Regions from separate parts of the Mus musculus genome. Here all the other regions are linked to region 4. Evidence: chromatin contacts called from public Hi-C, HiChIP or PLAC-seq, Micro-C and promoter capture Hi-C data. All regions are on one chromosome and are shown on one strand. Each heading gives the region's core, a stretch centred on a gene start, on an enhancer-like site or on the middle of the called end of the contact. The rest is flanking DNA. Distances are from core to core; before and after follow the strand shown. Region 1 overlaps Gm27021 (predicted gene, 27021). Region 2 holds the start of Gse1 (genetic suppressor element 1, coiled-coil protein). Region 3 has its middle 20 kb from the start of Meak7. Region 4 holds the start of 6430548M08Rik (RIKEN cDNA 6430548M08 gene). Region 5 holds the start of Gins2 (GINS complex subunit 2 (Psf2 homolog)). Region 6 has its middle 7.7 kb from the start of Gm51556.

Region 1 (4,034 bases), core at 871-3,370, 500 kb after region 4:
GAGCCACGGCAACATCTTCATGGACAAATCTTGGGATGACACAATCCAACCCACAACAGCACAGGACACTGAGTATCATCACATGTCAGTCAGTACCACGTGTTCATACTGTGTGCACATTGTCACGTAGTCACATGGCAGCGACAGGGAGATGCTGGGCTGGAGAGATGGCTCAGGGGCTAAGAGCATGGACTGATCTTTCAGAGAGGACCTGGGTTCAGTTCAATTCCCAGCTCCCAACTGTCTGTAATCCCAGGATCCAACATCCTCACACAGACATATACACAAGGAGAAAACACCATTGGATGCACACACACATACACACACCCATACACACACACATACACTCAAACACACACACACACACACACACACACTCACACACATACACACACGCGTTGGTGGTGGCAGCATATGCCTTTAATCCAGCACTTGGGAGGCAGAGGTAGGTAGAACTCTGTGAGTTTAAGGCCAGCCTGGTGTACAGAGTGAATTTCAGGACAGCTAGGACTACAAAGAAAAACCCTGTCTCAAAAATAGAGTGAGAAATTTACCCCACAATGATAGAGGTCCCCCCCCTCCCCACACTAATGCCCCTTCCTCTCCCCATCCCCCCACCGAATCTGACACAGTAGTGAAGGGTCAGCTTGGGGACAGAGCCTGAAGCTTAAGCTGACAGTATCTGGGGCTCAGGGAGCCAGGAGAAAGGCGGAGAGGGAGGATGGAGGAAGAGGAAAAGGCAGGGAGGGAGGAGGAAAGCGGGAGGAGGGAGGAGGAGAGGGGTTTAAGTAGGGAATAGGGAGGGAGACTGGGAGAAGAGATGAGTGGGAAGGAAGGGAGAGGGGAGGGCAGGTCCCTAGGCACATTCTCACAGCCTCACAGCCTCTGGGCAGAAGCAAAGCTCTCAGGAGGATTAGGCAACAGTAAAGATTAAAAAACAAATGCTAGCCACCCTGGGGACTAGAGCTGTCATCTGTCAATTCCCTGCCTGCCTCAGGCTATTAGAAGCCTGTTTCCAGGGGAACAAGTGAGGCAGGGCACAGGCTAGGGACCCAGGCGTAGGGTGGGCCTGGAGCCTGTGCAGGAGGTCTTCTGGGGCTGTGCCAAGGGCTGGGCTCCCTCCTGCCCTCCCCCCCCCCCCCCCCCCCGCCACCTTGAGCTTTCTTTTCTGTGGTACCTCAGTCTCTATTGTAGGCAAACCAGACTCCACAGATCCAGGCTAAGTCACCTTCAGAGAAGCTGAACTCAGACACGGTGATTCACAGCGAGCCAAGGATGGGCTAAGCTAAGCTCTGGATGTGGCTGTAATAACCCCACAGCCACCTGTAGGAATTCTCTGAGAGGTTTCTTCTGATGTTGAGCCAGGGCTTCCCATCGCCAACACTGGCCTCCTACATGCAACTTCCAAGTGCCAGGATTGCAGGTGTGCCCCAGCACCCCACCACACCCAGCTTTCTTCCTCCTGGCTCTTTTGGGGTTTCACCCTGGGAGATTTAGCAGTTACCGGGGAGTCTCCATTTCCGTGACAGGGGCTGTCTGTCGAGCTTCCTGGAGATTATAACAGCCAGGGTTGGGAACTCCTGACCTAGGGTGACTGTAGAAATGGGTGGCTTGTCTCTCTGAGCCTCGATCTCCCTGGCTATAAAAAACAGAGCTTAGGGGCTGGGGAGATGGCTCAGCAGTTAAGAGCATCGACTGCTCTTCCAGAGGTCCTGAGTTCCCAGCAACCACATGGTGGCTCACAACCATCTGTAATGGGATCTGATGCCCTCTTCTGGTGTATCTGAAGACAGCTACCGTGTACTCATAGACATAAAATAAATTTAGAAAAATAAAAATAATAAAAAAAACCCAGATTATTGAAATGATACATATGTGAATGGCACGTCCTATAGCAACCTATCGTTCCTGTGGCTCTAACCCTTCCTGCTTCGGACCCCATTTCTCATTTCTTAGCCCTAAAGCTCAGGGCCAAGTGAACTCATGCCCATGACCCCACATCTAGACTCCACCTAGGACACCCCAGGATCCAAGGTTCCCTCTCAGCCTTCCCCAGGCCTCCCCTCCCAAAAGACTCAAAGTTCTGTCCCTGAGCCGGCATTATGGCTCACGGGCTCCCTCTACTGGTGCTTTATCAAACAGCACTCTGGCTCTATTGGGAGCCGGCCCATTGTCTTCCTCCAACAAAGCAACTCTCACACACAAAAGGCTCCAACCTGCTGAGCCCAGGACCCGGGTGAGCCAGTCGGAAAGCCGAAAGTCAATCTGCCTAGGCAGTGGTCTCAACTGTTTCAGCCTGTTCTCTGTCCTGCTGGGGATACATAATGACCCCACAGAGGGGCTAGACCCACTGTTCTCAACCTGTGCAACCCCCATAAACACAGGGGTTCGCCTAAGACCGTTGGAAAACATAGATATTTTTACATTACAATTCATAGCAGTAACAAAATCATAGCTATGAAGTAGCAACAAAATGGTTGCCGCTTGGTTTATGGTTGTATGTGTGTGTGTGTGGGGGGGGGGGTGTTCACCACGACATATTAAAAGAGTTGCAGCTTTAGGGAGGTTGGGAAACCACTGGGCTACACTGCCTGTCATTAATTCTATCATCTCAGGTCACTCTGCTGAGTATCTTTTAATGCACCTCCCAGGAATACCAGCTGGCTCAATTTTAGCATTTCCTTAACAATCCAACCAATAAGAGGCACCTGGTATGAAGAGCACCCACGTGCCCGTCAGGGGCTCCACGATCTCTGCATACAGCTGGGGTGGGTGCTAGCTGGCAGGTTAGCTTAGAAGATAGAGCTTGCCCAGCATACACAAAATCTTGGGTTCCATACCCAGCACCACATTAAAAAAAAAAAAAAAAAAAAAAAGCCAGGCGTGGTGGCTCACACCTTTAATCCCAGCACTCAGGAGGCAGAGGCAGGCAGATTTCTGAGTTCGAGGCCAGCCTGGTCTACAAAGTGAGTTCCAGGATAGCCAGGGCTATACAGAGAAACCCTGTCTCGAAAAACCAAAAAAAAAAAAAAAAAAAAAGGGTGTGGTGGTGAACACCTGCACTCAGGGGGGTGGGGGGGGCGGGGCTCAGGCTCAGCATGAGCTACCTTCTCTCTTGTTAGATGGCCCTGGACTTGGGAACGAAGCCCATCTTGGCCAGGGCTGCCTACTTGTTGTATCAGGCTTCTGTGACCCACTTCTGGGTAAAGGAATAAACAACCCCAGCCCTGGCCCTGGAGGAGCTCAGACTCGGACAACAGGCATTCATTGTGCATCCATTGGGTACCAGGCAGTGCACCAGGCGCTGGGCATGGGAAACTGAGATCAAAATGACTCCACAGGTGCTGCTCTGCCTGGTCCCTGTGCCTGCCCTGCCTCCTGCTCCAGGTTCCAGCAACAGAAACAGAGTGAGACATGTTTCTCTATCAGAGGGAGCTAGTCAATATTCCACAAACCTCCCCGACCTCCTGCCTGTTTTTTCCAACCCTGGATGTTCCCCAAGCCCTGTCACATGCTTCCTCTTTGTACCAGTTGGGTAATCATGTCAGGCCCTGCCTGCATCAGAATAAAAGCAGCGAGCTTCTGTCCTGGGCGCGCTCCCTTTACACAAAAGAGAAAAACAAAACAAAATAACAACAACAACAACAACAACTGCCGTCTCTTTAGGGGGCTCTGAGATCACTCTTCCCAGCAAAGGAACCACAAAGATTACAGGGTCTGTGTGGGGACAAGACAGACCCCATTTGAACACTTTGCTAGGAGAGCCACCACACCGAGATACAGTGTGGTCACATGGGTCTGATGTTGGCTCCTGGAGACACAGTCATGAGTCTGGCTTGGTCACAAGAGGAACAAGGGCAAACAACAGACTATGGGTGGCTTGAGGGGGCCAATCAAAGCAGCAGAAGGGACAGAGAAGGGTTCTGGGGCAGCCACTGCCTTAGCAAAGGCCCTGGGGTAGGAACCAGGGGCTGAGCAGACAAAATGCTAAGACTCTCTCAGGACATCTAGCCGCTGTTCATTTTCCTTCACTT
Region 2 (4,057 bases), core at 62-2,561, 420 kb after region 4:
CCCGCCGCCGGCGTCATCGGGAACAGATGGACGGGGGGTGCTGGCGCCCGCGCTCGCTCCCGGCGCTGTCCCGGCTGGCGCGGGAGGGAGGAAGGCGGGGGAGGCAGCGCGCGCCTGCGGAGCACTGCGCGGGCATGTCCCGGGGCAGGTTTGGGGCTGGCACCGCGGTGGAAAGTTGAGACCCGCAGCGGCGCTGAGGTTCCCCCCCCAACCCCCCCGGTGCGGTGGCCTCCGGGCTTGAAAGTCTGAAAGTGGAGGATCATTAAGAGAGCTGTGTAGAAAGGCCGGGCGGGGGAGACCCCGGGACCTCGCGACGACCTTGCCACCTCGATGGCTGCTCTCTGCGCGCTGGGTCCGGCCGAGGGTCCCCGGCTGCCTGGCTCGCGCTGTAACCTCGCGCTTCCCGGGTGGCGGGAAGGGGGTGTTTCTAGGGATCGGTCGCGTTGTGGGCGGGGACGCTGGGGCCCACAGTCCCTCTCCGCGCCGCCTGTGGGTGCCGAGGAATTTCAGGACGCTCCCTGAGTCATCCCCGTGAAGTGCCTGGGTGAGGTAGGGTGGGTGGGGGTGCCAAGAGTGGGAAGGCGGTGCGCTGGGGCCGGTGGCGCGGTGGGTTGTGCCAGTTTCTGGAGGCGGCGGCCTCGCCTCTGACCGCAACCCCAGCTACTTAATGATGCCCCTGGCGCAGCGGCGCCTCCGTGGACTTCTCGAACATGGGCTCTTTAAAGAACTAGAGCCCCCGCCGTTTGGCCTTCTCAAAAATTCCTTAAAGCGAGATGGAGACTTTGCAAAACTTTGGGACAGAGGCTCGTGGCCCGAGCTCTTAACATTAAGTCCTTTAAAGTTGTGGTAATAGATCAGGCATCTTGGAGATCGAGAGAGGCCAACGGCCTATATTGTGTGGTCCCCTCCACTCAGCACAAGGAAAGGCCTATCCCTCCCCTCTCTTAGTGGGTGGCCAGGTGCCAGGCACTGTTCCAGGCGCTTGGGGAGGCGGCTATGAGGCTCGGATATGGCAGGCGTGTTGTAAGCCACTCCTCCCTACTCTTGGAGATGAGTGGCCCGCGAGGCCTCTGAGAGATCCCCCTGGACTGTCCGGACAGCCAGGGTCGCCAGGAGCGCGGGGGGCGGCACCTACCCGGCGGGTTGTGACCGCGCTGGGTGCTCCGGGCGGTCTGTCGGTGCGCGCGCGTGCGCTTGCGGCTGAAACCCGACACCTCCCGCCGGCTGAGGTCAGGGCGCCGGGAGCGAGCCGGGGCCGGGGAGTGGGCGGCGTTGCGCTTGGGTGTGTCCTCAGCGGCGACAGCAGCAGGTGTTTCTTGGCCCAGGCCCCGGAAGCTCCACCTCCCCGAGCGGCGGAGCCGCCGCCGCACAGCCCCGGGTGAGATAAGCAGTTCAGACAAACCCGGGCGACGGTGGCTCCGGCATGTGTCAGGAGCGGTGGAGCAGCGGGGCCCTGGCATGAAAGGTGAGCGCGCGGGTGGGGGATGGTGGCGGGGGTTCCCTCGTTCTTCCTCTCCCCAAGTTTGTGGGCTCGGGAGGGGCGCCAACGGCCGGTGCCAGGTCCCGCGGGTGTGAGGGACGAGAAGCGCGGGGCGCGCGGCCGACCTGAAGCCACACTCGCGGCTGCGCGCGCGCGCGCTGGGCTCAGCCGGCTCTGCTGCCGCGGAAGTGCGCGGGGAAGTGCGCGGGGGCGGCTCCGGGGCTCGGGGTTGTAGCAAAACTTTGGATGGGGCGGGGGCGCCCAGGCAGGTGGTTGGATGGGGGGGGGGGTGCTTTACCTGGGGTGGCAGTCCAAGGGGCCTCCGAACCCCCCGCCCAGCCCTTCCCGCTCCGCCTGGATGCGCCTCCCCGCCCCCCGCGGCCGCGCTGACGGCGAGTGGCCCGCCCGAGTGGAGCCGATTCAATTATATTGCAGCACCAGAGACACCTCGTCGCCCGCCGCCTCTCCGGCAGGCTAATTAAATTCCCTTCTTGGAGGCGGAGCGGGAGCTGGGCTGCCCTCCCCGCTGCCCGCCTCTCCGAGCGCCGGGAGGTGGCGGGGGCCGAATAGGACTGCGAGGAGCAGGCTTGGGGCCGCAGGTCTGGGCATCGGAGCCGGGAGCGAGCAAGGGGCGCCCCCGCGCACCTGCCACCCGTGGTGGGGGTGCCAGCTCGAGTTGGGTCGGTTTGGTGCAAACCAGCCTTTGTCTTCCATGCATTTAAAGCACTCTAAACCCTTACTAGACCCCTGCGGTGCCTTATCTGTCGCGGTTGGGGCCCACACAGGTTGGGGTTTGAAAACAAGCGAGACCACCAAATGGAAGGGGGGAAAAAAACAAACCAAAATACAAGATCCTTTTGTAAAGAGGACCGGAACAAAAGGCGCAGCCTCGCTCTAGGAGGGAGCATCGGGCCTAAGCCGATTCCCAGCACTGGGGGACAAAGAGGCAGGAGGTCTTGGCTGGCCGCTTGGCAGTGTCTCAGTCTGAGACTGGTTTACCCCCTCTTCCCGAGGAAGACAAGGCCCCCCTGGCGAGCAGCCTTCCCTGGGCGTCCGTGTTACTTAAGCTTGGCTACTTAAGTGTTGCTTAGCCTGTGTTTACAGCCGCCCCCACCCGCAGGCGGGGAACCTGAGGCGCAGGCTGTGTCTGACTCAGCCACTCAGTCGCCCCGCCACAGGTGAGGGGGGCCGGGGCACAGGCTCCGACTGGCAGCGTGTGTCATCTGCTATGCTGGGTGTCACGCCCCACCGGGTGGACCGGAACAGGGTTGCTGGCAGCCTCCCTCGATGGGGCTCGCTGTGCCGAAGCCGCTTGCTCAACACTTCTCACAGCCACCGGGTCACGCCTGACCACCTCCTGGGGTGTGTGTGTGTGTGTGTGTGTGTGTGTGTGTGTGTGTGTGTGCGCCTTGATGGCTTGGTACAAGGTTGGCTTTTGTCGCCTGGTTTGGCAGCTGGAGCGGAGGAGGCTTGGGGGGAGGGGGCGCTGGTGAGCAGCCAGCCAGAGACCCGGGGTCAGCCACGCCTTCGGAAAGGAGGTGGGAGGCCTGTCCTGGCTTTGGGCTCTGTTGTGCCTGCCTTAGGGCAGGTTCCGAACCGGGAAGGCAGAGAGGCCAGATCAGGCCCTGACCTGTTGGGGGCAGCTAGTAGGATTCTGACCAGTTACGGTTGAAAAGGGGGTGTATATAGTTAGTTAACATTTTAAAATTACTAGGAATCAGGCCTTGTCAGGCCCCCATTAAGCTAACCTTGGGGCTGGCCTGGGGCGATTCTGATGCCTCCAGGTAGGTTTTTAATGGGGTGGGGGTGGTGGGAAGCTTCCAAAACAGCCTGACCCTTTGGAAGCCTCTGGTTGCTCTTGGCTAAGCTGTCCCTCTGGCAGGCAGGCAGGCGGCCTCTGGCTGTGAGTAACTTAACTTCCCTGTCTCTGGAGGAAGTTGGAAGCTGCAGATCTCAAAGGGCTGTGCGGTTTGCAGAAAGGCAGCCACCTCAGGGCCCTGCGCCTCTAGCCAGAGGAAGGGGGAGGAGAGGTCTGCACCACTTTGTGGTGGACCCTGGGCCTGCACCTTCCCAGCCAGGCCCTCGCCCAAGCCCGCCAGAGTCCTTCCCCAGCTGGCCTTGACCCTTCAGGCAGGTGTGGTCCATTTCCCCGGCTATGAAGGAGGTCTAGCCTCAGCTCCCTGCTGCTGGTCTCCTCCTCTTCCTAGAGACGCAATGAGTAATAGCCAGCTGCCGCTTTTTCCCCCCTTGCCCCCAGGAACCCGCAGGGGCTTGTGGAGTGAGCCAGCAGGGCCGGTTTTTCCTGGCTCCATCTGCAGCCTTGGAATGCCCAGCCTGGGTTACTCCAAAGCCTGGTGGGGTTGGATAGGAGCCTTCTGGGGGGGGGGGCACGTTAATTACCCGTGTTGTGGCAACAGCCACAAACCCTCTATGAGGCCCAACCCCCACCCCTTTCCCTCTCTCCCTCTCCTGGGATCTTAGGGCAAGAGAGCATGTTTAACCTGCAGAGAACTACGTTTGAGGTGACATTTCAGCCCCGTGGCTGTGCGGCAGACCTGCCGAGTCACTTTAATTTCT
Region 3 (3,789 bases), core at 336-2,835, 320 kb before region 4:
GAAGGCTGGAACACACACAGACCTCTGGGCTGGGTTATTTGGGAGGGGTTTATGTGTCTGTTCTTAGTACAAGGCCCCAAGTTCCCTGGGTGGCTCTCCTAACACTACTGACCATTCCAGCCTTGGCTCAGCACATGTGGGAGAAACCTGTACTTGTCTAGTCTCTGGTATGACCCATTTGGGGTGATCTGACAGGATCCTTGCTCTCTCTGTGTGTCAGAAGGGCCACCCTGCCCGAGTGCACCAAGGCATAGCTGTCTACAGAGTTGCTCCTCAGACCACAGTGTGCTAGGATGAGAACATTCATCGGTAGGTAATATAAGCAGGTGACACACTTACTCCATGAGCTGCCACCATAGAGAACATTGACAGCTGGCACAGTTGACAGGGGTCGCTCTGTGCACTATAGATGCCCATCAGATGCCAGGAGTGCCAGACACTCACAAATGCATCCAGACCTCTGGTTCACTTTGTTATTATTGCATGCATATGTGATGCTTGGGTACAGTGTGGATCTCCCAGGATGTGCACCGAGGTCGGAGGATAACTTTGTGGATTCAGTTCTCTCCTTCCACCTTTACGTGGCTTCCAGGGGTCAAACTTGGGCCGCCAGGCTCACCAGGCACCTTTACCTAATGAACCATCTCACCAGCAGGTTATCACTATGTAGCCCAAGCTAAAATGTAAACTGCTATCTTCCTGCCTCAGTTTCCCAAGTGTTGGGGTCATGGGCATGTGCCACCACATTAGCTGCAGGTCACTTTCTATGACAAGCAAAGAGAGATAGAGACAAGGGGGAATGGCACACACAGAGCTATGACCTTACACTCCACAAGTTTTAATGGAGTTCTCGCCCCATGCCTGAGTTATCCTCAATACCAGCGACAGGGTCCTTGACATGAGACCCAGGCTCAAAATAATAAACAACTGGGTGCCGAGTCTGCAGTAGGGCACAGGTGATGTTCTAGAAGAGGGTCTGGAAAACTCTTAGTGATGAGGTATCTGACATGGCAGAGACCTGTGTGGACGAAAGCATCAACTCGATCCAGGCAGCGAGGGAGATGTGAAGGAGCCCAGAGCAGGCTGATGCTCCTGTCTCTACTTCCCAGGCTTCTCTGTGCAAGTCGGAGCCTGTTGAGGAAGCTCGTGTCTGTAACAAGGTGACTGGGGTGCGACAGGGATGCCCTGTCTGTGAGAGCAGAGATCACCACTCTGGCCCTGAGCAGTGGCAACTTTTTTCTATATTGTAGACCTGGGCAGAGAAAGCAGGGAATCTGACATGGAGAGCAAGCGCCTCGCTCTGGAGACCACGGCGACCTGAGCATCTCCACCTGTCGAACTGAAACAGTTGGGGAATGTTCTGGAATGTTCCTTAACGGACAGTTGCAGAGATCACAGAAGGAGGAGGAGGCAGGGGTGGGGAGGAGAAATGGACCAGAACACTTGCTGATCCAGCAGATCCATGTTCAAACCCCACTCCCAGCTCTCCGTGCCTCAGGCTCCTCCTCTTCTGTAGAATGCTTCCCCTCTGCCACTAAACCCACGTGACACCCCAAAAATCAAGCGGAAGTCCCGCCTCTTCACGTTGCTAGGCAGCCATGACAGGGGAGGCTATTGCTGCCCTCATCCAATGGAGATCTGACTCCTCAGCTGCAGCTCAGAGGCACAGAGGACCCTCAGGCAGCCGGGGGCAGGCACCTGCAGACTGTCAGTGAAGGTGGGGGCTGGAGTTCACATGGCTGCCAATTTTTGGGCTTTGATGGCATTGTCAAGTTGACTCTGGGCATAGCATCCACAGGCCAGGTCTGAAACCCCCAGAATTAGGGAAGTTAGGGAGTTAGGGTGAGCTCTTCCCTCCACCTGAGGCCCCTGGCACTGTGGCTGCCCTGACATCTTGCTCACCGACCTGCTCTCGGCAGGCATTTCATTTCCCTCTGTTCTTGGCTCAGCGGCACTCAGCCCCCCACACTCTCAGCCCAGCTCCCAGGCAGAAGCGGTCAGGACCCTCCTGTAAGCATCTGCTCAGGACCTAATAAAAGCACGAAAGCAATCCCAGGCTCTCCAAGTCAGACAGGATGGGGGCGGGGCTAAGGGGGCGGGGCTCCAGACACCCCAAGGAAAACAACATCCAGGCTCGCTCAGCTTTCATGCAGTGCCATGGAAACGGGCCCAGGGAATCAGGCAGCTGAAGAGAATGTTCTAGAATCTGTGAAAGGCCTGGCAGGAGTATGTGGGACCCAGAGACAAAGCTGGGTATATCTGTCTCGAGCTTTATAGGACTCCCACAACCTGGAGCCCCACTGTCCCCTCACCCCTTGTTCTGGCTAAATGGGACAGTGTGGGAACACTGGCTGCCTGATCCCCACACCCTCCCCACTGGCCTAAACAATTCAGGGGTGTTTGGGAGAAATGCCAATCACTTAAATATCCCAGGTTGGGGTTATCTTGAAAGTTAGGAGAGACCAGGTGGTGGTGGTGCACGCCTTTAATTCCAGTACTGAGGAAGCAGAGGCAGGTGGATCTCTGGGTTGGAGACCAGCCTGTGAGGCCAGGCTACAGAGTGAATGCTGGAACAGCCAGAGTTGTACAGAGAAATCCTCTGTGTGTGTGTGTGTGTGTGTGTGTGTGTGTGTGTGTGTGTGTGAGAGAGAGAGAGAGAGAGAGAGAGAGAGAGAGAGAGAGAGAGAGAGAAACAGGGAGGGTAGGGAGGAAAGAAGGAAAAGAGAAAGAGAGAGGGAAAAACATGGGAGGGAGAGCAGGAGGGAGGGAGGAAAGGCAGACAGGAGACCTAGGTACACACAGCCACAGGAACGTGCAATGGGGAGGAGGGATAGCCACCTGTCTTAGGGTTTTGCTTTTGTGAACAGACACCATGACCAAGGCAACTCTTATAAGGACAACATTTAATTGGGGCTGACTTACAGTTTTCGTGGCTCAGTTCGTTATCATCAAGGTGGGAGCGTGGCAGCTTCCAGGCAAGCATGGTGCAGGAGGAGCTGAGAGTTCTACATCTTCATGTGAAGGCTGCTAGCAGAATACTTAAGCTTCCAGGCAGCTAGGATTAGGGTCTTAAAGCCACACCCACAGTGACACACCTACTCCAACAGGCCACACCTCCTAATAGTACCACTCCCTGGGCCAAGTGTATACAAGCCATCACACCATCCCAACGAAACACAAAGTCATTTCTCTCATCTGCGTCTTCTCAGACCAACTGCTCTTCATTAGTGTAAACACTTGTTCCCACACTAAGCCCCTCCCCCATGGCGCTCAGGTGCTGGCCAAGGACCCTTGGAGGGGAAGAGAAAGAAGAAAATACCTCATCTCCCATGCCAGTATCTCAAGCATAGAACAGTTTGATTCTGGTATTGGTAGGTGGAAGAAATGAAGGACTGCTTGGGGAGCCCGCTCCGGGCTCAGCTGTGAAATGGTCCCTCACCCTGGACCCCAGGGAGCATAGAACAGAGGAATGGAAATTGATGGAGCAGCCTCAGGCACTGACTGGGGTCCAGGGGTTGACGCCACACCCTGATACCGCACCTTGCTACAACACCTAGACCCGAGCAAAGCTGAGACACCACACAGCATCCTGACAGACAGTGGTGAGGGCTTCTGCCTCCCTCTTGGCTTCCGGGCTCACGAGAAGGCAGGGACCTGGACCAACCAAATCTGCACCCAGATCCAAGAGCAGTTGTGCGATTCCATTTTGACGGTGGTGGTGGTTCTGCTTAGGTTTTGTGGTTGTTGGAGGTGAACCCAGAGCTTTGCAGACACCAAGCAAGCGTTCTC
Region 4 (4,228 bases), core at 543-3,042:
CCCAAATCATGATTGGCCAAATCTCCCTTTTAGGATATACCCATGATCCTCTTGAAGAGCCCACAGAGAGGCACACCACCACAATATAAATGATAGCATGATAAAGTGGGGGTCTTCTGAAGATGCAGATCTTTGTTAATGCCCACATGTGGCAACTGGGAAAGCCCTATGGTACCTTAGTCTCTGACAAAATGGACAACCTATCTGCACATTCAAGGATGTTTACCTGCAGAGGAACATCTTGACCACCGGAGAACATAGCTACCAAGACACAGCCCAGCCTCCTCATTATCTAGCTCCTTGTGTCTCGTGTCTCAGCGCTTCATTTTCAGAGGGGCCACCGATATGATCTGAGTCATCCACCCTGAGTACTTCCTAGGTTGACACCAAGTTCACTTGTCTGTGGCTTGCAGAAGGTTCTTCCTCGTTTTTAAATGTCATGTCATCTGCCTCTGTCCAACTTCCTGAGGAGGTCAGAGGCCTATTAGAAGGCAGGGCAAATGCCACTAAATCTCATGAGGAGAAGTAGAGTTCCTCAATATGGAATGGGATCCCTTAGTGACTACATTTGTCTTCAGTGCTCCCCAACAGCTGTCTAGGTGAGGTCAGGGTTACAGAACTTGGTACCTAGTGCCATCTTCCTTCTCTGAAACAGGGGAGGGTTCCTTTAGCCCCGGCACTGTCCCCTCACATTCTACAACTTTTCTGAGCCTTATCTATAGTCTGTTGGACTCTGTTCAGAGCAGCTGTCCTTAGTGTCCACACAAGGATGAGGGCTAGCACCCACCCTTTCCCTCCAGAGCTGGCACCAAGTTCTCACACGCAGACGTCTAGGTGTGAGACCTTCTCCTGGGGTGGCCACGTGTCCCTAAACTTTCCAAGAACTTTAGCTCCCAGCCTTTCCTAAGGCTCTCTTAAACTTTCCCAAGAAGCCTTAGTTGGACAGATCTTCCCATCTGTTGTCAGCAAAGGGCAGGTGCTCGGTTACCACCATCTATATCATCTTCCTGATTGGCAGAACTCCAGCCCCCTGCCTAACCCTCAGGACTTCAGAAAAATCCCAGAAGTTCGGCCTTGGTTTTCTTTAGTTTTCCTTTTCCTCCCTGGTGCTGGGCATGGGAGTCAGGACCTTGACCACTCAGAGGCAGTGACCCGCCCCTGAGCTCCACCCCCCAGCCTCTTTGTTATTTCTTTATTGAAGAGATGTGGGAGAAGCTGAATGGCTGGACGTTGTGCTTACTCCTATTTATGAAAAGAGCCAAATCTACTGGCCTCTTAAAGACACGCCTTTCGGAAGACAAACGGGACTCAGCTGGCCACTCGCGCCTTCAAAGGCGTGTGGGTCCACGGGACCTACGCTGGGACTCTGCTACCCCAGGCCAGACCAGCCTCGAGGGTCACCTTCCTCTCCCAAACCACTTTTGCGCGCAAAAACGCCGCGACCTAGTCATCCTCTGCTGGAACTCTGTTCCTGAGCGAACCCGCGCGGCTGTCGGGAGGCGCAGGGACTAAGGGGCGCTCCCGCGCCTGCGTACAGGAGCTGAGCGAGGCCCGGCGCTCCCAGCAAAAGTGACAGCTCGCGAGTCACGTGGTGCTCTGGAGGCGTGGCTCCCGGCTTGCTCCAGAGAACTCGTACGTCACGCGGGGGAGGAGGGTGGGACTGGGCGTGGCGCCCCCTGTTGACTGACAACTCTCTCCGCGACACATCCAAAGGGCCCGACTGCTCGCGCGTCACGTGCACCTAAAGGGGCGGGGCGCTCCCGCTGACTGACAGCCCGCTCCGCCGCGCCTCAGAAGGACCCGGCACGGCTGGTCGCGCGGTGCATCCGCGGCAGCTGCAGACCCGACGGCGTCCTGCCCGCCCCCCTGCCCGGTCCCGCGGGCCGCCGCGGCGAGAGGGCCTCGGGCTGCGGTGCTGCGCTCGCGAGGGGCTGTGCGGCGTGGCTGCGCCGGGACCGGTGAGGAGGGGTCGCTGGCGGCGTGGGCGGGTCGGCTGGACGGCCGGTGCGGCGGGCAGGGCTGTCATTCTGCTGGTCTCAGTGGAGGGCCGCGAGCTGCTCAGAGGCCACGACCGCGCCGGAGCGGGCTGGGAAGGCTCGGACCCCGAGGCCGCTTCTAGGATTTGGGAAGACTCGGACCCAGTCATGCACGGGTCTGCGCTCGCCCGGAGTTGCAGGGTTGATGAGACGTGGGAAGGTGACAAGGGGAGGAGGAAGCAGGCTCGGCGGTCCAGTCCAGTGCCGCACACGGGTGCGACCTACGGAGTGAGCGGGAGCGCGGCTCTGCCGGCGCAGGTGCGCTGGCACGGGCTGGGCCCCCGACGTGGAGCTGTCCCGGTGGTGAGTCAGAGGTAGAGGTGAGCTGGCAGCTGGCAGGCCGGGCTACCCTCGCCCCAGCTGGGATCCAGCCTGTAACCCGATGCTGAGGTTCTGATTCATTCCCTTCGATCTGCCTCCCTCCCAAATCCTGAAAGCAGGACAGCGACACAGCATGAACCCCAAGACAGGGCAAAGAGGCTCGGGCATTAGTGAGCCGCATCCCTTCCCTCTTTTCCACACTGTGGTCAGAAGTAGGGATGTTTAGGCCTTTGAGGACCAAGATGGCAGATAAGCTGTTTTGACGGGCTCCGTGGAAAAAGTTGACACCTGGGATTTTCTTTTCCCCTCAAACACTGGTGATTTCTGGTTGGTGATGATGAGCTAGCTCAGTCTCTGTTGCAATCCAGAAGTTTCTTGGGATGGTTGTCTTTTGGATGGTCTGTGTCAGCTCATGTGGAGTGGACTCCTATCTCTTGAGAATGTCACAAGTATACGCGCATCACAAATCTTAAAGAAATTGAAGTGAGTTATCTCCGCAGATGCTAAATGCATTCTATCTTCATGGCAATGTTTGTTTCTTCCAAGGTAAGTGGTTTTAGAATAACCCCAAATGGCGCTGAGGGAGCTTCTCTGAGGACAGCCTCCCAACCCCCTGCGCCCCTAGAGAGCTATTGAGTGGGCAAGTCATGTGAATACCCCGGCTTTCTTTCCTTTTCTCCCTTCTTCGTCTTCCTTTCACAAGCGGAAAGTCATCGAGTTAAAAGGAAACGTCAAGGGGCTGAAGAGACGGTTCAGCCAGCCCTTGAGAGCATATTCTGATCTTTGAGAGCTCCAGAGTTCAGTTCCCAGCACCCACCTCAGGGGGCTCCCAGCCACCTGTAACCCTAGCCTCACAGAATCTGATGCTCTTTTCTCGCCTCCTCAAGCCCCTAGTCACACGCATACAAAAAAGTTAAACAATAAAAACAACTAAAAAATGAAATTTCAAAAGCCAGATGCAATGGTATAGACTTGTACTTACTATTAGTACTCCAGAAGCGGAGAAAAGAGTGTCATGGGTTCAAGGTCACCCTGGGCGGTATAACAAGACCACGTCTAAAGAGAGGAATGGAAAGCTGAATGACACCCCACTTCAGGATGACAATAGGAGAATGACTTCTCCTGTCACTCGGTTCTCTTGCTTTGGTAGCTTCCAGAGTACTTTCAACAGGATCTCCTTGTTCATCTCCACCATTAATTTGGGAGTGGCAAGTATCATTCCTCCTGTGACACAGATGAAGAAACCAAGCCTCGCTTGTCCAGGGCCACTTAACTGTTGGAGGCAAAGAAAGCTCCACAATACCTTTGTTGCTAAAAGTGCTGGGTATAGTAGCTCATCACCCAAGAGGACGTGAGATGGGCATGAGCAGCTACGCTTCCTGTTGGGCTGGAGGGCTGAGTGGAGTCTCCTTCTCTGCTCTCCTTGCCTCACTGACAGTCAGCAGGGCTGGCCAACCAGCATCACTATACTGTTACCTCTCCCTATACCCTCTGTGGCAACGCAGATTTGTTTCTAGGCTTTGAGAAAGCCAGTAGGAAGTGCATTGCAGAGTATCTTTGCTCAAGTGCTTAGTTTCCAAACAGGTCAGGTGTCCTCAACTGTGAAGCAAGACAGCATGGCCGGTCCAGGGAGACCTGCCCCAATGATTTTCTTTTCCATCTCCCGACCAGAGAGAAGCACGGTGAAATCCATGGAGCTGCTGCTGGCTCTGCTGCGTTCACCTAGATTTGGGATGTGGCATTGTTTGAGGTTTTGTGGCATTTTTTTTTCTATTTTTAGCATACACAGCTGCTCTTGTTAGGGAAGAACAAGCTTTTTATCCCATTCTCTAAATCTGGGCAGCACCACAGAACTGCAGGGGGTTACTTTA
Region 5 (4,401 bases), core at 56-2,555, 470 kb after region 4:
AGAGGCCTCCTGCACTCCTGACTGCTCCTCTCCATGTAGCAAAGGCAATAGAAGTCTGTTCCCCTGCTCCCCAACCCTGGCCAGCAGACACTGGGAAATGGACTCAGGCTTTGGGGGACAGGGGTGCTAAAGATGCCCCTCAAGGCACAGAAACTGGGGTCCCAGTTTCAAGACTATCAGAGTCACCAGACAGTGGTGGCGCACGCCTTTAATCCCAGCACTTGGGAGGCAGAGGCAGGCGGATTTCTGAGTTCGAGGCCAGCCTGGTCTACAGAGTGAGTTCCAGGACAGCCAGGGCTACACAGAGAAACAAAAAAAGACAAACAAAAACAAAACTTGTTTAAGGTTGCATCTCTGTTCCCCAATCCCTACCTGTACTGGCTAGTTTTGTGTCAACTTGACACAGCTGGAGTTATCACAGAGAAAGGAGCCTCCCTTGAGGACATGCCTCCATGAGATCCAGCTGTAAGGCATTTTCTCAATTAGTGATCAAGGGGGAAAGGCCCCTTGTGGGTGGTGCCATCTCTGGGCTGATAATCCTGGGTTCTATAAGAGAGCAGGCTGAGCAAACCAGGGGAGGCAAGCCAGTCAAGAACATCCCTCCATGGCCTCTGCATCAGCTCCTGCTTCCTGACCTGCTTGAGTTCCAGTCCTGACTTCCTTGGTGATGGAAGTGTAAGCCAAATAAACCGTTTCCTCCCCAACTTGCTTGTTGGTCATGATGTTTGTGCAGGAATAGAAACCCTGACTAGGACACCACCCCACCCCCAGACAGGGTTTCACTGTGTAGTCCTGGCTGTTTGTCCTGCACCTCCCTCTGTGGACCAAGCTGGCTTCAAACTCAGAGATCTTCCTGCCTCTACCGCCTCTAAAGAGTGCTGGGACTACAGGCGTGCGCCATCACTACAGCCCCCTCCCCGTACAAGCCCGCCCACCCGGGCCCGGGAATGCTCACCCACATCCATCCATTCCGGAGGTAACAGGCGGCACTTCTGTCTCTGTTTCAGGTTAATGGCCAGCCACAGGGGCACGTCCACGGGTAAGCCGGGGTTGAAGGGCCCCAGGTCCCCCTGCAAGGACAACGCAGACCCCAGGTGGAAAGGAGCGGTGACCCGAGCATGATCCCAGGCCGCCGCCCCGTACCGCCCTGGCTCACCCCGATCAGGTAGATCTTGTCCAGACTGAAGTTCGGGATGATAGTCACCAACTCCTTTTCGGCCAAAAACTCCACCTCGGCCGCATCCATGTTGAAGAGTAGGCGGCCCAGGCCCGTTACCGCCCCTCCGCGACTCAGAGGCAGCGCCTCAGGCACTTCTTTCCCGCCACCGCGCGGGGCCCGCCCCTCGAACGGAAGACGTCCTGCGGCGGCCCTATAGAGACGTTGCTCTCTTCGCAGCCTCCAAGTCACAGCTAGTACAAACTCGCGGATTGGTCTGTAGGCGGAGCTGTACGCCGGCCCCGCCCCTCTAAGGCCTACCGATGCCCTTTCCAGTACTTGGGCTCCACGCTTCCTGAATCCTGATCCAGCGAGTTACAGCCCTGACGGCCCCGCCCTACTACGTCACTACCCTCTCTAGGCCCCGCCTCTGGCCCGTCCGCTTTTTTTCATTGGTCTCCGGGTCTGCCTCGACTCCGCCTCTTGCCCGCCTACCACGCTCACGGCCCCGCACCTACCTCGTTTGGGTCGGGTCTGTACAGCCCCGCCTCTTGCTCCCGCCCCTCCTTCGTTCGGCCTCGCCCCTCCTGCGCCCGCCCCCTTCTGTCCACGAGCTGGAGGCTGTGTACTTATGGCTTCTTGCTCCTTTGCGTCCTGCAGCAGGCTGAGTCCCTCGCCTGATTCCACTCTTTGAGGGTAAAGGTTTGGAGCCGAGTTTTCACCTGCGCGAAACACAGATCCAGGAATAAACGCATTCATCTCAAAGTCAGCTCCGGGTCCCCGGACATGGCTGGCTGGTCCACACAGACGCCATATCGAAGGAAGTGTTTTCCCTTTAATTTTAGTCTTTGCCCTTTCTACAGATGGTTTAAAAGCAATGAAAATGCGCCTCCCCTATCTGCTCCATGCAGATCCTTCGAGACAGAGCCCAGAATCAGAACTTTGGCAAACCAAACCTCAGGTGAGACTACAGGGACAAGTTTGCACACGTATTATCATTCTTTTATTATTGTTGTTATTGCAATTGTGAAGATGGAACCCCGGTCCTCAAAAATGATAAGCACAGCCTCTTCCACTGAGCTATACCCTGGAGCCTGATGCCCTCAAGCCTTCTGTACAGAGTGCCTTGGTAAGCCAACAGCCCTAGAGTCCTTGCATTAATATGGCCCCACAGGGGCATTTTGAATCAGGAGTCTTGTGAGGACAGCTGAACTATTAATAGGCATTATAATCAGGGTGACTCTGGCAGGGTGCCAGCAGACCAGGGTAGCTCCTGGGGAGGAATAGGTCACCTACAACTGGTAAGGACAAGAGGGGCTGGATCTGAGTGTGAAACCCTCACCACTGGGCGCTGAGGTGAGGTGTAATCTTAGTATTCCATAGGTGGAAGCAAGAAGGATCACCAGCTAGGGACAGCCTGAGTCACTCAGCATTTCCTATCTCAAAAATAAAGATATGCAAGGATAGGGGCGTACTCTAATAGAGGGGTTACCCCCTGTCTTAGTCAGGGTTTCTATTCCTGCACAAACATCATGGCCAAGAAGCAAGTTGGGGAGGAAAGGGTTTATTCGGCTTACACTTCCATGCTGCTGTTCATCACCAAGGAAGTCAGGACTGGAACTCAAGCAGGTCAGGAAGCAGGAGCTGATGCAGAGGCCATGAAGGGATGTTCCTTACTGGCTTGCCTCCCCTGGCTTGCTCAGCCTGCTCTCTTATAGAACCCAAGATTACCAGCCCAGAGATGGTCCCACCCACAAGGGGCCTTTCCCCCTTGATTACTAATTGAGAAAATGCCTTACAGTTGGATCTCATGGAGGCATTTCCTCAAGTGAAGCTCCTTTCTCTGTGATAACTCCAATTGTGTCAAGTTGACACAAAACTAGCCAGTACACCCCCCCCCCCCATGTACACAGCCCTGCTATAGTGGTTTAAATGAGAATGGCCCCCACAGGTTCTTAGATTTGAATGCTTGGTCCCCAGTTGGTGGAACTGTTTGGGAAGGATTAGGAGGTGTGGCCTTGTTGGAGGAGGCATGTCATTGGGGGGTGGGCTCTGAGGTTTCTTTTTTTTTTTTTTTTTTAAATATATTTATTTATTATTATATGTAAGTACATTGTAGCTGTCTTCAGACACACCAGAAGAGGGAGTCAGATCTTGTTACAGATGGTTGTGAGCCACCATGTGGTTGCTGGGACTTGAACTCTGGACCTTCGGAAGAGCAGTCGGGTGCTCTTACCCACTAAGCCATCTCACCAGCCCGCTCTGAGGTTTCAAAAGCCCATACTGGGGGCTGGAGAGATGGCTCAGTGGTTAAGAGTACTGACTGCTCTTCCAGAGGTCCTGAGTTCAAATCCCAGCAACCACATGGTGGCTCACAACCATCTGTATTGGGATCTGATGTCCTCTTCTGGTGTGTTTGAAAACAGCTGCAGTGTACTCATATAAATAAATAAATAAATATTTTTTAAAAAAAGCCCATACCATTCCCAGTTTGTGCTCTCTTTGCTTTGGGCTTGTGGATTGGATGTAAGCTCTCAGCTACTTCAACAGCATGCCTGCCTGCCTGCCTGCCTGCCTGCCTGCCTGCCTGCCTGCCGCCACACTCCCCTCCGTCATAGACTCTAACCCTGTGGAACTGTGAACCCCGAAATTAAGTGCTTTCTCTTTTTAATTTGGCTGTGTTCACAGAGTCTTATCACGGCAATAGAAAACTAAGATATCTGAGTTCCATCTCACCAAAACACACACACACACACACACACAAGCATAAAGGATGCTCAGTCTAGATTTTCTGTAGCCAGGCAGAAAATTTGTTCCATCTCAACTATGGCTCCTGACTGAGCTGTATCCTGCTCCCTGCAGGGACCCTGGAAACCTGCCTGCTGCCTATCTGTAATGGAAATTATCTCTTGCAAACCCTTGTCCCCTTTATGGGGTTATGAATCCATACAAATATTCTCAGAAGAAACAAGTCAAAGGTCACTGGACGCTGAGTGGCTACCTGGAGCCTCAGTTTCTTCATTGCCTTTTGAGGATGGAGGAAAGAAGCTTGAGACACATTCAGAGGAGAAGCCATCAGCCACCTGGACCATGCCAAAACAGAAGCTGCCTCCCGCTCCTACAGAGTATGTGTACCAGCTTGTCTGGGTTTTGATTGACGGGGGAACGTTTTCCTGACTGGCAAATATTTGTGTTCCCGAGTTGGCTGTGCTTCGCTTCCTGGTTTGCACAGTCTCTAAAAGAGC
Region 6 (4,354 bases), core at 424-2,923, 380 kb after region 4:
GTTTGTTTGTTTGTTTGTTTTTTGGTTTTTCGAGACAGGGTTTCTCTTTATAGCCCTGGCTGTCCTGGAACTCACTTAGTAGACCAGGCTTGGCCTCGAACTCAGAAATCTGCCTGCCTCTGCCTCCCGAATGCTGGGATTAAAGGCGTGTGCCACCACGCCCGGCTTGTTGTTTAGTTTTTGTTTACCTATATTTATTTGCTTTTGGTTTCTCGAGACAGGGTTTCTCTGTGCCCCTGATTGTCCTAGAACTCGCTCTGTAGACCAGGCTGGCCTTGAACTCAAGAGATCTGCCTGCCTCTGCCTCTGCCTCTGCCTCCTGAGGGCTAAGATTAAAGGCGTGGGCCATCATTTCCTAGTTGACCCGAAATTTTGGAGCTGTCAACTAGCCCAGGTGCATGGAAGTACAGAGGAGAAATCCCAGAGGATTGCCTTGTCCAGAGGCACCTGTAGTTTCGAGAGATCTATGGGGGTGTAGAGAGCCAGGATTCGGCACTGGGTGGCTAGAGCCCCCCTCACTCCCCCAAAAAAGAGAAGATGTTAGCGTAGTGGGATCGGAAGGTCCTGAGGCACCAGGGATGGTATGGCTGTCGGGGAGTGGGGGGAAATAGGTATGCAGCCGGACAGCTGGAGAGTAGCGCATGCGTACTGGGGCCGATAAGTATGGCGCAGGACAGGTGAAGAGCAGCGCATGCGTACTGAGGCCATCCCTACCGTAGATCCTCTGGCTGCTGGGTGACCCATGTAGAGGAGACCACCATGGCTCTGGGTGGCTGCTCTGTGGAGCGGAGCCATGCCAGTTGGAGACCGTCCGTGGGGCTATGAGGTCCACTCATGGCTGTCTTGCCTGGTGACCTTGTTTCTGCACCTTTGGGAACTGGAGGGTGGTAGAGTGGTAGTAGGGGGTTAGAGGGTGTCTGAGGGTCTGCAGCTTGTTCGAGGTCAGTCCGCTGCAGCGCTGCCTAAGCACAGAGCCTAGTGGGAGTCAGGGCTGAGTACCTGCTACCTTCTTGGATGTGTTACTCTGGGCAGGTTACTTAACCTCTCTGTTTCCTTGTGTGTTTCCCATGTGTACTCGGGGCCAGCCGTGCCACCATGTAAGGTTGTTTGTCCTGAGCATTGGTGAGTGCACATGCAGGAACCAAGGATGAAATGCTCTGGAATGGAAGGAAGTCTGCATTCTCCTTGGAGTATGTATGAGTTCTCAACTGTGGCTTCAGGCCGGTGTCAGAGCAGAGGCCCGCCCCAGGTTGGTGCTGGAAGGAAGGCATTACTTATGGACTCCTGCAGGATGCCAAGGAGCCCAGGCTCTCAAAATGGTCACCAGTGACAAGTCCTAGATACGATAATAGTTCACTCTGGAGACCCATACTGGCCTGTGGCCCACACCAGCAGATCTCAAGTCTTCTGGGATAGAAAGTTTTTCTGGCTGGATCGTCCCCAGGGAGAAGGTTATAGGGTACTAGATTCTTCTAAAAGCTTTTGCCTCTTGCCCCCCCTGAAGGCTCCAGCCTCACCCAGCAGCAATGGAGCCCCAGGCAGACGGCACCTCATCTCCGACCAGGCCTCCTTTGAACTGGCCCCCAACGCCGCCCACCCCCTTGTCACTCTGGCTTGTAATTCATTCAGGATTAGCTCCCAGGCCTCTCGTGGGCCTAACTTCTGTTGTCTTGGAAACCGTGTCAACCGTTTGCTGGTTTCTGTGATTATCTGACAAGAGAAGGGGGGGTGCAGCAGGGACATGAAAGAGCGTAAGGGGAGACAGCATGGGTCTTAATGGAGCTCTCTGCGGAGGCCTGGGAGGCACGGAGGGGATGAGGTGCCCTCAGGCCTACAGCTGTGTGCCAGGGGCTCCCGGTGGGGGCTCTCACCACTTCCTGCCACTCTGGGGAGCTGAGAGAATCACCCCCTCACCTCACCTCACCTTTATTTCCTCTATCTCAGATCCTCTGAGGCCCAGAGACAAGGTGCTATTCTCTTCTCCCACCTCTCTGCTGGGAAAGTTCCCTTGTGGGCTTCTCCAGACACAGCAACACTGGGAGGCTGGGGGAGGCGGGTACCACCACTTGAGAGGAAGCTGAGTGTGTAGACCATAAGCCCACCCCAGGATGCTGGGAACTGGACGCCAGATGGGGTCAGGATGGCACCAGTGTGCCATTGTGGGCTGGCCTAGGGCCTTCTGTGCCTGACATTGCAGCCACAACTAAAAGATGAGAGGGGCACTTGTCTTGTGAAGGGCCCTCTTCTCCCCCTCCCCCGTCCCCCCATTGGCTCTGGCTACAGGCGACGACAGTCTCAGTGGTCCCAGATGAAGCACCCTCTTCCATGGGGTTCTCAGTGTGGTCTGGGATTCCTCACAGCCTCTGATGTCATGGCAGGGGCTGTGGTGGCTTATGCAGAGAAGAGGCCCCATGACCCCCTGCCTCCCAGGGCCTGGCCTCAGATATCAGGGCCTCTTCCACGCCACACTCAGTCCGTTAGCAGAGAGGGAGGAGCCCCACCAGGCTGGGCTCAGCTGGAAGGAATCCATCCCTTGATAGGGTGGGAACCACGCTGAAGAGAAGATAGGATGGAGATGTGGAAGCTGCCAGTTGGGAGGATAGTCAGCCTGTCTCTTGCAAGCTCTTCGGAAAGCCAGGTAGGAGGCCTGACCTCTGGGACTGGGACTAGACTCTGTCCTCTAGGGAGCCTGCCTTTGGGGTTTCCAGACAGTCTAGGTTGTGGGCCTAGAGCAGTCTTGGATCTCAGTGTGGAAGCTGGAAAGTCCTGCCTTGAGGGTTTACAGTGGGCCTGTGTAGCTGCCCCTTGAAGGTGGTGTGAGGGTCTGCACACAAGAGCCCAGCTCTGGTCACAGGAAGAGCAGCCCCTCCCTGGAGTGAGGGGCCGGTTAGATGCCTTTGGGGGGAGCCGCTAATGAGCCACATCTGATTTTTTATGAACCTCCCTGGTAAATTATTAATTTGGGCCAGAAATGAAAGTGTGGAATCGGATAAGCTCATGAATATTCATGGCCGAATCGAGCACGGGTTGATCAGTGGCTGGAGCGGCCAGCCAGGCTCCTGACCCAGATACAGGGCAGAGCTCTGGGAGCCTCCCCTCCCCCTGCTCGGGTTGTAGGTGGGGCTGGTGACTCACAACTCACACACAGTAGTGTCTCACGCTGGAATGACAGGAGCAGAAGTCTGAGGCCCCTGCCGCTAGTCAGAGCCATGCCTCCCCATTTCTAGATGAGGGTCCCCTCAGAGGAAGACCTTTGGGTCTGGGAAACTGATGTTAGGGCCACTGGGCCCTCCTACCTAAGTGTATTCTGCTAGGCTACTGTAGTAGCCAGTTGGCATCTCAGGCTGCTCCAACCAGACCGCTTCCTCTTACCTTGCCTGGCAACTCTGCCCAAAGGCCAGGTCTAGGGAGGGCTGCTTGGCTCTGACCTGCTACCTGGTTACACCTCTGTGCAGACTGTTTTCCTCACCAGGCCTCAAGGCTCAGCCCTGTTAGATGCTGCTTCTCCCCAGGCCCAGGTCTGTGAAAGTGGGACTCTTGGAGGACTCCATGAATTCAGAAACCAGATCTGGTTTTTTGTTGTTGTTCTTTTGTGGTTTTTGTTTTGTTGTTGTTGTTGTTGTTGTTGTTGTTTGTTATTTTTGTTTGTCTGGTTTGGTTTTTTTTCAAGACAGGGTTTCTCTGTGTAGCCCTGGCTGTCCTGGAACTCACTCTGTAGACCAGGCTGGCCTCAAACTCAGAAATCCACCTGCCTCTGCCTCGCAAGTGCTGGGATTAAAGGCGTGCGCCACCACACCCAGCAGAAACCAGATCTATTTTGTCGAATTCTTTTTGACACTTATTTTGTGCTGGGGGTGGGATGGGGTGGGTTTCCAGCCACCAGGCACCTGTGAAGGTCAAAGGACAACTTGCAGGAGTGTGTCCTCACCTTTCACAGTATGGGTCTCTGGGGTCTCTGGGTCCCTGCATTGAAACTTGGACCGTCAGGCTCGACATGAACCTTTCTCTGCGGAACCATCTGCTCCCCTGGCCCAAGAGTTCGGCTTTTGTTTTTGTATTTGTTTATTAGACAGGGTGTTATTTTTGCAACCTAGGCTGCCCTCAAATTTTCCATCCTCCTGCCTCAGCCTCCTGACTACTGAGATCACAGGCCTGCATCCCCAACTCCTGGGTAGCAGACTAGGATCTGGATCTGCAGATCCCCTGTTGGAAGGGCTTGGGCAAGTTGTTTGCTAAACTTCTTGTTTGCTAAACTGCTGTCTCCTACTTAGGATGTGGAAAGCTGGTTTGTTTGTTTAAAGCCCTGAAGGAGACCTCGTGTAGTGGCACAGGACTGTGATCTCAGGATGTGGGA

The links. Promoter capture Hi-C pulls out the DNA fragments that hold promoters and counts their contacts. Hi-C and Micro-C count contacts between places; a contact is called where the count stands out from the background. HiChIP or PLAC-seq counts read pairs in DNA pulled down with a chosen protein or histone mark.
Region 1: a promoter capture Hi-C map of cranial neural crest shows a contact between it and region 4. The contact joins the enhancer-like site here to the promoter of 6430548M08Rik in region 4. A contact is called at or near these places in 3 of 39 promoter capture datasets (the 3T3-L1 cell line, cranial neural crest and hippocampal neurons), 2 of 484 Hi-C or Micro-C datasets (the G1E-ER4 cell line and palatal mesenchyme) and 3 of 115 datasets of contacts at active chromatin or transcription factors (astrocytes, embryonic forebrain and large pre-B cells).
Region 2: a contact with region 4 is called in a Micro-C map of embryonic stem cells, with 5 times the contacts expected there. The contact joins the promoter of Gse1 here to the promoter of 6430548M08Rik in region 4. A contact is called at or near these places in 7 of 39 promoter capture datasets (the 3T3-L1 cell line, the C10 cell line, hippocampal neurons and 3 more), 7 of 484 Hi-C or Micro-C datasets (CD8 T cells, the G1E-ER4 cell line, Th1 cells and 3 more), 4 of 115 datasets of contacts at active chromatin or transcription factors (bone marrow-derived macrophages, embryonic stem cells and pancreatic cancer cells) and 1 of 9 other capture datasets (adipose tissue).
Region 3: an H3K4me3 HiChIP or PLAC-seq map of embryonic limb bud shows a contact between it and region 4, with 4 times the contacts expected there. The contact joins the enhancer-like site here to the promoter of 6430548M08Rik in region 4. A contact is called at or near these places in 4 of 39 promoter capture datasets (the C10 cell line, cranial neural crest, embryonic stem cells and 1 more), 1 of 15 datasets of contacts at CTCF or cohesin (CD8 T cells), 6 of 484 Hi-C or Micro-C datasets (CD4 T cells, Th1 cells, embryonic stem cells and 2 more), 3 of 115 datasets of contacts at active chromatin or transcription factors (embryonic limb bud, stem cell-derived neural progenitor cells and thymic regulatory T cells) and 1 of 9 other capture datasets (liver).
Region 5: a Hi-C map of CD8 T cells shows a contact between it and region 4, with 2.3 times the contacts expected there. The contact joins the promoter of Gins2 here to the promoter of 6430548M08Rik in region 4. A contact is called at or near these places in 13 of 39 promoter capture datasets (the 3T3-L1 cell line, the SN4741 cell line, cranial neural crest and 8 more), 7 of 484 Hi-C or Micro-C datasets (CD4 T cells, CD8 T cells, embryonic stem cells and 2 more), 3 of 115 datasets of contacts at active chromatin or transcription factors (astrocytes, craniofacial prominence and extraembryonic endoderm stem cells) and 2 of 9 other capture datasets (adipose tissue and liver).
Region 6: an H3K27ac HiChIP or PLAC-seq map of double positive thymocytes shows a contact between it and region 4, with 6 read pairs. The contact joins the enhancer-like site here to the promoter of 6430548M08Rik in region 4. A contact is called at or near these places in 1 of 39 promoter capture datasets (cranial neural crest), 1 of 484 Hi-C or Micro-C datasets (embryonic stem cells) and 5 of 115 datasets of contacts at active chromatin or transcription factors (bone marrow-derived macrophages, double positive thymocytes, memory CD8 T cells and 2 more).

Annotation. Positions count from the first base shown.
Region 1 is chr8:120,616,156-120,620,189 of GRCm38.p6, forward strand. All of the region lies in intron 2 of Gm27021 (predicted gene, 27021), which reads right to left. The region is part of intron 2 of 1190005I06Rik (RIKEN cDNA 1190005I06 gene); the gene reads right to left. Among named protein-coding and RNA genes, the nearest start is that of Gm33075, 11 kb to the right of the region's middle. Within about 2 kb of position 2,121, at least 105 of the 459 cell types and tissues checked have an H3K27ac peak or open chromatin away from gene starts, as enhancers often do. A contact at or near this core is called in astrocytes and embryonic forebrain, where this site is marked.
Region 2 is chr8:120,536,098-120,540,154 of GRCm38.p6, forward strand. Gse1 (genetic suppressor element 1, coiled-coil protein) reads left to right here and starts at 1,312. Exons shown (of 16, transcript NM_001145896.1): 1 at 1,312-1,465. The coding sequence starts at 1,459. It overlaps 1700016A09Rik (RIKEN cDNA 1700016A09 gene), which reads right to left and starts at 1,629. Exons shown (of 1, transcript NR_151732.1): 1 at 795-1,629. Mir7687 (microRNA 7687) reads left to right here and starts at 2,599; the gene lies at 2,599-2,657.
Region 3 is chr8:119,796,781-119,800,569 of GRCm38.p6, forward strand. No RefSeq gene overlaps it. Among named protein-coding and RNA genes, the nearest start is that of Meak7, 20 kb to the left of the region's middle. Within about 2 kb of position 1,586, at least 180 of the 459 cell types and tissues checked have an H3K27ac peak or open chromatin away from gene starts, as enhancers often do. A contact at or near this core is called in CD8 T cells, Th1 cells, embryonic limb bud and 3 more, where this site is marked.
Region 4 is chr8:120,112,360-120,116,587 of GRCm38.p6, forward strand. 6430548M08Rik (RIKEN cDNA 6430548M08 gene) reads left to right here and starts at 1,793. Exons shown (of 13, transcript NM_172286.4): 1 at 1,793-1,958.
Region 5 is chr8:120,587,770-120,592,170 of GRCm38.p6, forward strand. Gins2 (GINS complex subunit 2 (Psf2 homolog)) reads right to left here and starts at 1,306. Exons shown (of 5, transcript NM_178856.1): 1 at 1,157-1,306; 2 at 956-1,070. The coding sequence starts at 1,246. It overlaps Gm10614 (a long non-coding RNA gene), which reads left to right and starts at 1,408. Exons shown (of 4, transcript XR_003947476.1): 1 at 1,408-2,285; 2 at 4,019-4,401.
Region 6 is chr8:120,496,013-120,500,366 of GRCm38.p6, forward strand. It overlaps a transcript of Gse1 not described here. Among named protein-coding and RNA genes, the nearest start is that of Gm51556, 7.7 kb to the left of the region's middle. Within about 2 kb of position 1,674, at least 102 of the 459 cell types and tissues checked have an H3K27ac peak or open chromatin away from gene starts, as enhancers often do. A contact at or near this core is called in double positive thymocytes, memory CD8 T cells and pancreatic cancer cells, where this site is marked.